2 separate regions of the Ovis aries genome follow, and region 2 is linked to region 1. Evidence: chromatin contacts called from public Hi-C data. All regions are on one chromosome and are shown on one strand. The core of a region is the stretch at or near the end of the contact, and the rest is flanking DNA. Distances in the headings are between cores, read along the strand shown.

Region 1 (6,281 bases), core at 1,158-3,657:
ATTGGAACCAAAATTTGTTTTCAAAATGTGAGGTTTTGACATTCGGAGGATTTCATTTCCAAACTCTCAATTATATACAATTACCAAAAAAAAAAATTTTTCTTATGTTTCAGGAAAACATACTTCATCTTAAGATAAAATTCATGTTACTTATCACAAAGTTAAGACAGTCAAGTAACAAAACAGAAGCAGTATTTACAAACTTAGACTACGTGAGACACTGTGAAGAACCTTGTTAATAAACACAATACATACTTTCACACACTACATTTCAAACATGGAGCATCTGTGAACAGTGTGGTAAAGGTCATAGTGTTGAAAACCTTAAATTAAATCCAGAGTTGATAGAGCTGAAGACTAGATTTATGGTCAAGGCCATACCAGTAGCTTTAAATTCAAGGTCGTGATGAAAACTCTAAATTCAAGGATAGATTGTCTCAGAAAGGACAAACAACTGGCAGTCAAGCTATTTAGTCAGTTAGTTCCCTGTTCGTACAAAATATATAGGAATCACTAAATGGATTAGCCTAATTACAAATTCTGTTCATTTCTAAATAACTTATAAGTCTTTTCACAGAACCATTCAGTCACATAGTTTCTCTCTGTCCTTGTGTAGGTATTTCTGATTCATTTTAAATCCCCTTTCAAACCAATTCCCTTCCATTTCCATATTTTTATAAGTATAAAATATCTTTAAATAAAGAAATGTCTGTTCCTTAGCTAGATAACTATTCTCCCATTAACTCCTAGAAGAGAAAAAAGATTCCCATTCCTTCCTCTACCTCAAAAACACAAAGCAAACCCAAACAATCCAATTCCTAAAGTAGCATCTCACGGAACCCAGGGCCTGGCACAGTATGTCATGCTAGTCTTCCTGCTATTAATATAAGCTGAGAACAGTTTAGTTATTGACATTACTGAGACACCTATTTAAAAGGCTAGATTCATCCCAGGGCTTCCATCAGCAGAGGCTTGCTAAAACAGGCGAGAGCAGCGGCGTCTTCGAATGGGAACATCAAAGACTCTCCTCTGTCTTTCTTCCTCATCATCATCAGATTCATCCATGTCTGCCGAATCGTCATCGTCGTCCTCCTCCTCCTCCTCCTCTTCTTCCTCTTCCATTTCTTCATATTCATCAGGACCCATTTCCAATCGAGCTATAGACACCCTGAATGTCGGACATGCCATATGGAATCGGGGAATGGCGACATTAAAGATCTTGTCTTTAAAGTAAAGAAAATGGAAGGTATAATATCCTTCCATATAGCCTGATGTTGTAGAGAATGTGGTACAACTTGTATATTCATATACCTGGCCTGGGCTGATGATTGGAAATTCACCAACTACTCCAGGTCCCTGAACTTCTTCCACATCACCTTTAGCATTTGTTATTCTCTAGTAACGACTGTCTAACTGACAAGCCTTTTCAGGAAGGGCGTCTTTTGACATTTCAATCCTGATTCGGTATGTGAAGAAATAATGGGGTGGATGTACAGAGCTAAGTTCTGGCAGAAATGATGTGGAAACTGAAACTGTAATATCCCCAGTCGTTGCTACACACTCTGGATCATGAACATATCTGAAAATTTGGTCTCTGATGATAGGGAAGCCACCTGATACAACACTGTTGACATACGAAGTGAACCAGTCAGTAAATGTAGCACCTATGATAAACATGTCAATAGCAGCTGGATTCCGAGCCACTTGGTCTGGACATTGGTAGAAGACTTCATTTTTGTTTCGGCCCTCCGCAGCTTCCACTGCTATGTACTGACTCAAACCAGTGTGTATGCAAGAAGTTAAAGGGAGACAGTATTTCAATCCCTGTCTCTGCTGGAAGCCTCCAGCAGCCGTGTCGACATCTAACAAATCCTCAGAATGGTAGTGATTAGGCAGTGCCATGCTTCCCAGCAACCCAGGAACAACTAACTTCTGCCCATTGTGGATACCATAGGAACACCGATAATCATCAGGAAGCTTGCAGCCGATCTGAGCTTCCACAGCATCTAGGTCTTCCTCTCGAGCACCCTCTTTCAGAGATAAAACCATCCGAGGACATCTGGGTTCCAAGTATTTCTTGAGATCATCCCAGGCCTTTTTAATAGCAGCATAATGGTCAATATATCTTCCTACATCAGAGTAAGTATCAATGAAGAGGGATTTCCGACACTGGTTCTTCTGTGTTTTCTCTTCCTCGGATATCAGCCAGTATTTTTTGCAATGTCTTCTCCACAGAGGATCATGACTTGATAGCTGGCTGAGTCTTCGACTGACATAGCAACAGTTGATTAGGTCCCGGTAGTCCAAGAAGGATAAGATGAGGACCAGGGGGTCGGTGGGCAGCGATTCTAGGGTCAGGGGCGCCGACTCAGTATCCACGGCCGCCATCTTGCCTGGCCCGGTGCAGGCCCTCTAGAATGGTATATTTCTTTACCGGAGGTTTTTACATCAGCGCATCATAATGACACAAACTCCACAGTTTACCTTAGGGTTCGCTGTTTGTGTTGTACATTCTGTGGATTTGGACAAACGTAGAATGACATATCCTGGAGGAGGGCATAGCAACCCACTCCAGTATTCTTGCCTGGAGAATTCCATGGACAAAGGAGCCTGGCAGGCTACAGTCCATGGGGTCACATAGAGTCAGACACGATTGAAGAGACTTAGCACAGATGCATAATGACATATATCTATGACTATAATACCGTACATATAACATCATGTAATATAGGGTATTTTCACTGTCCTAAAAATCCTCTGTGCTCTGCCTATTTACTTCCCCTACCTGGACTCTCCAGAAAGTTTATTAAGAATATTGTAGTTTTTAAGGTTAACTTAATACATGTCCCACAAACAGACTGTACCTTCTGTTTTTTACCCTGTGTCTCCCAGTAGGTTCTCATTAGTTGTCTATTTTATACATAGTCTCAATTGTGTGTGTATGTCATTCCCAATCTCCCAACTCATCCCACCCCGCTTTCCCCCCCTTGTCATCTGTGTGTTTGTTCTCTACGTCTGTGTCTCTATTCCTCCTTTGCAAATAGGTTCATCAGTACCGCTTTTCTAGATTCCACGTATATGCACAATATGTTAGTTTTTCTCTTTCTGTCTGACCTTACTCTGTGTGACCGTCTCTAGGTCCGCTTATACAAGGTACCCAGAACAGTCAAATTCACAGAGTCAGAAAGTACGTTGGTAGATGCAAGGGTTGGAGTGGGGAGTGGGCAGGCAGAATGAGGGCTTAGCGTTTAATGAGGACAGTTTCAGTTTAGGAAGGTGAAAATTTTGGGTGATAGAGGATGGTGAGAGTTGCGCAACTATGTGGATGTACTCACTGCCACTGAACTCTACAGTTGCTGCTGCTACTGCCAAGTCACTTCAGTCGTGTCCGATTCTGTGCGACCCCGTGGACTGCAGCCTGCCAGGCTCCTCCGTCCATGGGATTTTCCAGGCAAGAGTACTGGAGTGGGTATATTCTTTAATATGTGACTCTTACCACAATAAAAATATTTTTAAAAAAGAATGCTGTAATTTGTCAACATCATTTTTTCTGCTGTAAGTGCTTGCTGAGATTATATAACAATTAAACAAGATAATCCAAGTGAATTCTTAATATAGTCCCTGGTGGCTCAGACGGTAAAGTGTCTGCCTGCAATGCGGGAGACCCAGGTTCAATCCCTGGGTCGGGAAGATCTCCTAGAGAAGGAAATGGCAACCCACTCCAGTATTCTTGCCTGGAGAATCCCATGGACGGAGGAGCCTGGTAAGCTGCAGTCCATGGGGTCACAAAGAGTCGGACACGACTGAGCGACTTCGCTTTCACTTTCACTAATGCCTAATAGCTATTGTTATTATTATTTTGTCTTTATTATGGGAAATGATGAGCCCAGAGGCCTGGGCCACCTTTGGAGAGACAATAAACATTTAAAGATTAAATGAATAAATGGCAAAGCGAATGAGTGCGCAAAAGTTGTGAGTGCTGACTTATAATACTCATTTTCGATTAACTAGTTCTGTGGTCTTTCACTAGTTAGATAATGTCTCTTAGTTTTTGTCATTGTAAAGTTGAAGCAAGAGGAGAGAGAAGTCACAACTTCTCCAAATGCACTGAGTCACCAACTTTTTAACCTGAGAGAGCATTTGGCAGAACCCTCCCCTGGGGGATAGTTCATCAGGTTCACCCAGAGTCCGAAGGTGACACTGTCCTGTTGTTCAGGCTTGAAAAACAAGACTGTCTGGTTCTTAGTCCAGAAAACACCTCTAGCCACACAGAAAGTCTCAGTAACTATGTGCTGAATAAATAGTGAACAATCCAGTGTTATCTAATTTAAAGCTGATGTAGATAGGCTTTTTAAAGCTTAATTATCAAACAACTTACTTATTTGACTACTGGTTATCAACAATAATTCTTAAACTTTGGGTCTTCTTTGGGTCTTCTTCAACTGCAGAGAAAAAAAGTGAGATTTCCCTCAGCATCCAGTTACATATATGTCATATTTTAAATCAGAGGGAAAAGAAAAAAAATAAAATACAATCATACCTCATTTGGGGCTTCCCTGGCGGCTCACACGGTAAAGAATCCACCTGCAAAGTGGGAGACCTGAGTTCGATCCCTGGGTCAGGAAGATCCCCTGGAGAAGGAAATGGCAACCCATTCCAGCATTGTTGCCTGGAGAATTCCGTGGACAGAGGAGCCTGGCGGCTATAGTCCATGGGCTCGCACAGTGTTGGACATGACTGAGCAGCTAACTTTCACTTTCACCTCATTTTACCGTGTTCCACTTTATTGTATTTAGCAGATAAGGCATTTTTTTTACAAACTGAAGGTTTGTGACAATCCTGCCTCCAACAGCATTTGCTCCACCTAGTATCTCTGTGTCCCAACTTGGTGACTCTCGCAGCACTTGAAAATGTTTCATTGTTATTATGTTGCTTCTGGTGATCTGTGTATTGGTGATCTTCCGTTGTAATTGTTTTGGGGCACCACAAACCACACCCATATCAGAAGGCAACTTAATTATTGAAAGGATGACAAAAAATTTAGAATATGACATAAATTCAGTTGATAAACAGGGTTTGAGAGGACTGGCTCCAGTTTTGAAGGAAGTTCCACTGTAGGTAAAATGCTATCAGCACTGCGTGCTACAGAGAAATCATTCATGAAAGAGTCAATGGATATGGCAGACTTCTCATTGTCTTATTTTAAGAAGTTGTCACAGCCACCCAGCCTTCAGCAATCACCACCCTGATCAGTCAGCAGTCTTCAACATCCAGACAACACCCTCCACCAGCAAAAAGCTATCTATTCACTAAAGGCTCAGATAATGTTTAGCAGTTTTTACCAATATTTTAAATTAAGATACGAACATCGCTTTTTTTAGACGTTAACACTGTTGCACATTCAGTAGACCGCAGTATTGCGTAAATATAACTGTTATATGCACTGGGAATCCGAAAAATTCATGGGATTCATTTTAGTGCAATCTGTGTTTATTGGGTGCTCTGGAACCCCACCCTCAATATCTCTGAGGTGATCCTGTAACCCAAATGCAGACAGTGGTTTTCTCTCTATAATGGGACTGTGGTTAATTTTTATTTTTTTTCTTATACTTTTCTATTTTTGAATTTTCTGTAGTATACATGTATCACTTTTGTAATCAGAACATAGTTTATTTCAACAAAACATGATTACTGCAAAGATGAATTATAGATTAGTTAAAAGTAAACTGTCTTCACCAGTTCAATTTTTCTTTTAACTTCAAATACTGGACTACCTCATTAAGTTAGAGTTTTATCTCCTTTGGTTTATTTATAACCTGAATAGGAGGATAAAACTGCTTTATCAGCGAAAGAAAATATTCTTTCTGCACCTTCAGAAGAAATCAGTGCTTTCAACAGTTAATTGTCCAATTTTAGGTTATGTTTGAAAAGGGAATGGTTCCCTATTTATTGGTCTTCTTTTATTCAATTCTCATTTAGCAAATAAATATTTAAAAATTGCTAACCAATAATTATAAGATGCGTGTGCCCTCAGAAATATTTGCTGAATTCCTTTATACCTACTTCAAATTTGTTCAGTAGTTTAATGATCTGATATTGAATATTTCTGAAGAGGCTTTTCAACGCATGTTTTAAAAAGCAAGCATTTAAAACATTTTGAAGTACATTATTTATTTAAATATATTAACATATTTAAAAGTAGGCATTGAAGATTGACATAATTTTTAAATAATCTCGAAAGGTTAACGATCTCAATGTGAGTATAAATAGAAATTAAGATC
Region 2 (6,281 bases), core at 1,371-3,870, 38 kb before region 1:
GGAAAAGGAGTACGTCAAGGCTGTATATTGTCACCCTGCTTATTTAACTTATATGCAGAGTACATCATGAGAAATGCTGGGCTGGAAGAAGCACAAGCTGGAATCAAGATTGCTGGGAGAAATATCAATAACCTCAGATATGCAGATGACACCACCCGTATAGCATAAAGTGAAGAAGAACTAAAGAGCCTCTTGATGAAAATGAAAGGGGAGAATGAAAAAGTTGGCTTAAAGCTCAACATTCAGAAAACTGAGATCATGGCATCCTGTCCCATCACTTCATGGCAGATAGATGGGGAAACAGTGGCTGACTTTATTTTTCTGGGCTCCAAAATCACTGCAGATGGTGACTGCAGCCATGAAATTAAAAGACGCTTACTCCTTGGAAGGAAAGTTATGACCAACCTAGACAGCATATTAAAAAGCAGATACATCACTTTGCAACAAAGGTCTATCTAGTCAAGGCTATGGTTTTTCCAGTGGTCATGTATGGATGTGAGAGTTGGACTATAAAGAAAGCTGAGCACCGAAGAATTGATGCTTTTGAACTGTGCTGTTGGAGAAGACTCTAGAGAGTCCCTTGGACTGCAAGGAGATCCAACCAGTCCATCCTAAAGGAGATCAGTCCTAGTTGTTCATTGGAAGGAATGAAGTTGAAGCTGAAACTCCAATACTTTGGCCACCTGATATGAAGAGCTGACTCATTGGAAAAGACCCTGATGCTGGGAAAGATTGAGGGCAGGAGGAGAAGAGGACGACAGAGGATGAGATGGATGGATGGTATCATTGACTTGATGGACATAGGTTTGCGTGGGCTCCAGGAGTTGGTGATGGACAGGGAAGCCTGGTGTGCTGCGGTTCATGGGGTCACAAAGAGTCAGACATGACTGAGCACTGGACTGAACTCAAGTTCAAAATAACTTATTAAAACTCAATTGTCATTTGCTGATACTAAGATGAAATGTATAGTCTTTGATGTACCTTTTAAATCCCTGGAAACATGCCTTTACGTTTTTGCTTTTAATCTGGAAAAAAATGTATCTGATTTAGTGACAAGCTGGATAGTAGTCTGAATTTTATTTAAATACTACTACATATACAACAAAGACGGTAAATAACAGTACATGCTTCCAAATTCTTGATAAATTCAACCCTGCATCAGTATCACAAGGTTCATGGCTATACTACTCTCAGCTATATTATTTTTGTCTTCTTGACTGAACTACACATTCCTTAAGGGATTATTAATTTTTAAACTCCTCCATTAGCACCACACTGTCCCATCTATTTGCTCAGTAAATATTTACTGAATACCTACTATGTTAAAAGGCACCTTGGTAAGTGCTACAGGGCTAAACTATTTAATGAAGCAGAAACAGTCTTTGCCTTCAAAGACGCTACTGTCCAGAGGGGGAAGTGGGAAGGCTGATGCATATAAAATGCATATAAGAGTGAGAGGTTTGCAAATATCCCTCAGGGGAAAGAGGGGCCTTCTACACCCAATCGCTCTTTACCACCCCCTCTTCCCGGTCTCAAACCTACTTAGTTTGCCATCCAGTTCAATTTCCTATATTACAAAATTTAATCCTAGGTCAACGCAGGAAAAGTCTTTGGTCTTTGAGAAAACAACTTGATATGTTTTTGAAACTTTAGACAAGACCCTTAGAACGGGATATTAGCTGGAACTCAAGGCATAGAGAGGGGCTTCCCTACTGTCTCAGCAGGTAAAGCATCCATCTGCAGTGCAAAAGACAGGTAATGTGAATTTGATCCCTGGGTCTGGAAGATCCTGTGGAGGAGGAAATGGTAACCCAGTCCAGTATTCTTGCCTGGGAAATCCCGTGGACAGAGGAGCCTAAAGGGCTGCAGTCCATGGAGTCGCAGAGTCGGACATGAGCGAGCACGCAGGCAAGTCATAGAGAAGTGTTGGGTCTGTTTCATGTGAGAAGACTTACATTTTCTTGGAAAGAGGCTGAAACGAGTGAGGAATCAGGAGGTGGGAGCTGAGAGGATACAGAGAGGCGCAGGCTCAGCCTGCGCTGGGGAGGGCTGGGGAGGAGGCTGCTGGGCCAAAGGCGCAGGGGAGCCGGACTGGGCACAGGCTCTGCTCTGCGCAGCCAACCCCCCTCCAGCGCTCCCGGCCCAACCTTCAGGCCAGCCTGTGACCTGCTCCCTTCTGCTATGTGGCCAATTCAGTGTGATAAAGAGAGAATACCTGGGGATGCAGGAACCGAGAGGCAGTGGTAATTGAGACAATACAAGCATCCCACACACATACTCCAGAATTCAAAGGAATCTCAAGGAGGGTTTGGGACTTCCATGGTTAGGAACTGGGGTTTGAGTCAAGAGCAGGAGGTCCCCAAGGCCAAGTGAGTTACACAGTCAGCCGAGTGGGGTTCAGAGCATGAAGGGGTGCCAGCAGCTTCAGAGGAGGTCCCCTACACCTGGTCTCATCAAGCCTGGTCCTGATGATGCCTCCCGATCACCTCCTCCTGACGGTCCCCGGTGCACAACCCTAAGCGGGGCTGCCGCCTCCTGCTGTGTTGACTGCCCCTACCCGGCCCCAGTGCCGCTTCTGCTTCTACCTGTGTGGTGACACCTCCCCCAAGCATTTCCCCAGCACACAACCGCAACCTGTCTCTGCAGCCCCTTAACTACTTCTCTTTCCACAGTGAGAGCTTACAGGACAAGGGCTGCCCACATACGCACTGCAGAAGACCTGGGCACCATGATCAGGAGAAGACTAGACTTCAGATGGAAAAGCTGTAGACAAATTCCACGTTTAGGAGACAGAATTACAGGTGGGAACCGGACCAAGTCTGCAAAGAACAAGGGTCACGTGTAGTCTGTGTGGGAAGAACTTTGCTCAGTGAAAAAAATCCACAGTCTGCTTCTACTTCTAAAATGCCTGTGGGTTTGCTTCAACGGTACTTTGAAATATTCACGTATAGTGGGGAAAACTTGATCTCCAAGGACGTCCAAAAGAAAACCATGCACAGCAAAGAACGCAAATAATAGTACGTGCTTCCAAATTCTTGATAAATTTACCTTCTCATCAGTGGCACAAGGTTCATGGCTTAACTCTTCTCACCTTATTTTTATCTTCCTGACTGAACTATAAACTCCTTAAGAGATCGTTACCTTTTTAAATCATCCATTAGCACTACTCTGACCCATCTATTATCTCAGTAAATATTTACTGAATACCTACTGTGTTCAAGGCTCCTTGGTATACGGTACAGGAGTGGAAACAGTTCTTGTCTTTAAAGATGTTACTGTCCAGACGGGGAGTGAGGAGGCTGATAAAACGCATATACGAGTAAGCTGTCCCATTAAAATAAAATAAGGAGGGATAAAGAAGGCCGAGCCTTGAAGAATTGATGCTTTTGAACTGTGGTCCTGGAGAAGACTCTTGAGAGTCCCTTGGAAAGCAAGGAGATCAAAACAGCCAATCTCAAAGGAAGTCAACCCTGAATACTCTTGGCCAAGGACTGAGGCTGAAGCTGAAACTCCAATACTTTGGCCATCTGATGCAATGAACTGACTCACTGGAAAAGACCTTGATGCTAGGAAAGACTGAAGGTGGGAGGAGAAAGGGACGACAGAGGATGAGATGGTCGGATGGCATCATCAATTCAATGGGCATGAATTTGGGCAAACTCCAGGAGATAGTGAAGGACAGGAAAGCCTGGCATGCTGCAGTCCATGGTATCAAGAAAAGTCAGACACGACTTGGTCACTGAACAACAAAGTTAGTGTGGAGGCAGAGAGATGAATTCACAGTTGCCAAAGTAACTTCCTCCAGATTGAGAAACAAGCTATCAGGAAATATTGTAACCATAAGCACAACCACCTTGCATGCCTCCACTTTCTTTCCCTTTCTCTGCCTGTTCCTCAAGGGGAGAAAAGAACAGAAAAAGACGAGGGAGACGAAAGCAAGTACAACCATGCAAGAAAGACGCAGGGTTTAGAGCTGGAGTTAATAAGCTTCTAAGGAAGGAGACTAATTCCGAAGGGAAAAGAGAAAATCGAAAGTGTAATACAAAGAAAGCACTTTAAGTCACTGCAGGCATGGAAAAGGACCTCTAGGAACTTTGTTTCCAAACCCTCTTTATATAAAAGCCACCGGGAGGCTAGAGAAGTAAGTAAAGGAGACAAAGTAAGTAAAGGAGACAAAGTAAGTAAAGGAGACAGCCCAAGAGCGGCACAACCAAAACCCGGGAAGCGAGCGCCCACCTCCAGCCCACTCCACAGGGCTGCAGCGGCTTCTCACTTTGGTGTTGGTGAACACAGCAAGAGTGAGAAGAGGAGAAAAGCTCTAAGTAGCTCAGGGAAATTGCTGTATAAGCCAAGGACCCTGTGATCATTAACTGCGGCAATGCCAAATATAAAAGACTTGGTAGAAGTCGTCCTTGAAGTATGAAAAAAAAGGGGGGGGGTGGTCAAGTTTCATGACGCAACAGTTGCTGATTGCTGGGCTTAACAGCAAAGCTGGTAGTTTATTCCAAGAGCTTGGACCTCTGTAAATGTCATCTCTTCTAGTGATGAGCTATAACTGATGATGCTGCTTTAACAGAGAGCTTTATTTTTCTAGGGGGAAAAAAAAAACAACAATGTAAGAACCAGACCAGACTGCTAAGCCAGGTTCTACCACTCACCTGGTTCTCAAAACCTAAATGTGTATGCGCCACACGCCTGGAGGGACAGGCTCCGAGTGTGTGAGCGAGGCCGCGGAGAGCCAAAACTACAGCCTCCCTGGACTCGGTGACAGGGTTGGCTGCCCAGTCAGCAGAGTTTCCTCCCCATAAATTGCACAGTTTCCAGCTTCTGTGCCCAGAAGAGAGGCACCCAAGCCCTGGGAGGGTCAGATCGCATCCCAGGGAACCCGAAGGGCCAGGGCCAGTCACAATGGATACTCTAGCTCTGGGAGGAACCTCGTGAAGAGGGCGTGGGCCACACGACCCCTGATGAACACACAGCACCAACCTCATCGCTCCCACCCAGGGCACCAGCTATCAGTAGCATATGCCTACAGAGACGGCTCATACACAGCATCTCTCATATGCCAGCTTCCATTCCTGTCTCCACCATGGCATACTACATTCAATGCCATGCTGGCTGACAAGAGGAGGAGAGGAGGAGGGAGGGAGGGGAGAAGATGGCAAGGGAGCAGCAGGGAGGAGAAGAACAGAAAGGAAGTTTCAAAACTGCAGGTGCCTCCTCATTGCACTCGCTTCTCCCCCTCCAACAAAGACAATTACAAAACACTCTTTGGAAAGCAGTAACTAAGTTTTCCCACATTGGCTTTGTATCAGTTCTAAAACCAAAAAAAAATTATTTTGTGTGTTTCATTTACTGTGCCGCTGTTCTTGACAAAAGCTGGTTGGGCTTGCATCTGAAAACCTACAGGGAATTAAGCATGAAAAACTGAGAAATGGCACAGGGCAAATACAGTGCCCTGAGATGTGGCTTGACATAGAACAAATCAGGCAGTAAACAATGTAAAGAGCATTAGGAAGGATTAATTTATAGCTGAAGACGGACAACCGGGACCAATAGGCAATATGAGTTTCTTCCTAAAAGGTTAATAAGAAGTCGTCATACCCAGAACCCTTGTCGTACTCATGATATCCAAAGGGACAGGCCTGTAAGACATCAATTAATAGACAAGTTGTCAGAAATCTCAAAATGGGGGACTTCCCTGGCAGTTCAGGGGCTAAGACTCGTGGCACGTGGGTTCCATCACTGGTTGGGGAACTAAGATCCCATATACTGTGTAGTGTGGCCAAATAAAAGGGTTGGGGGGGGGGGAAGAAAAGAAATCTCAAAAGGGGAGAGAGGAGGAGAAGAAAGGAGGGAGAGAGTGAGGGAAGCAGTGATGAAGGGAAGGAGTGAAGAAGGAAAATGAAGCAGGAAAACAGCCATGAATTAGGAAAACAAGAGGACTGGTCGTCAGGAAGAGAAGAACCCACCCATAAAAAGAAAAAAGCAGGCCAAGTTTAAATGGACCTCTTTTCTATAACACCCTCCCATATCTTCCCCCTTCAGAATATACACATTCTCGAGTCACTCCCGTCTTTTTTTAAAAACTATCTCCCTTTCGAGCTTAACTATTGCCCTATCTGCTTTCCACTCCAACCAAGTTTGCTGAAAGAGAAGATGGAATCCATTCTCTTCTCCACTTCCTCACCAGCCAACCCCGGCCACCAGTTTCCGCCCTCCCGTCCCCACGCCCACCAAAGCAAGTGGTTCCGGTCGACTGTCCCCATCCTTCCCGCTTG

The links. Hi-C and Micro-C count contacts between places; a contact is called where the count stands out from the background.
Region 2: a contact with region 1 is called in a Hi-C map of liver, with 4 times the contacts expected there. The contact joins the enhancer-like site here to the promoter of LOC101116964 in region 1. A contact is called at or near these places in 12 of 16 Hi-C or Micro-C datasets (blood, hypothalamus, liver and 6 more).

The regions. Positions count from the first base shown.
Region 1 is chr2:104,033,281-104,039,561 of ARS-UI_Ramb_v3.0, reverse strand. It overlaps LOC101116964 (F-box only protein 3-like), which reads right to left and starts at 2,407. Exons shown (of 1, transcript XM_012128676.5): 1 at 1-2,407. The coding sequence starts at 2,388. The coding sequence ends at 1,396.
Region 2 is chr2:104,071,925-104,078,205 of ARS-UI_Ramb_v3.0, reverse strand. The region is part of intron 1 of MSRA (methionine sulfoxide reductase A); the gene reads right to left. Among named protein-coding and RNA genes, the nearest start is that of MSRA, 28 kb to the right of the region's middle. Within about 2 kb of position 2,620, at least 4 of the 54 cell types and tissues checked have an H3K27ac peak or open chromatin away from gene starts, as enhancers often do. A contact at or near this core is called in liver, where this site is marked.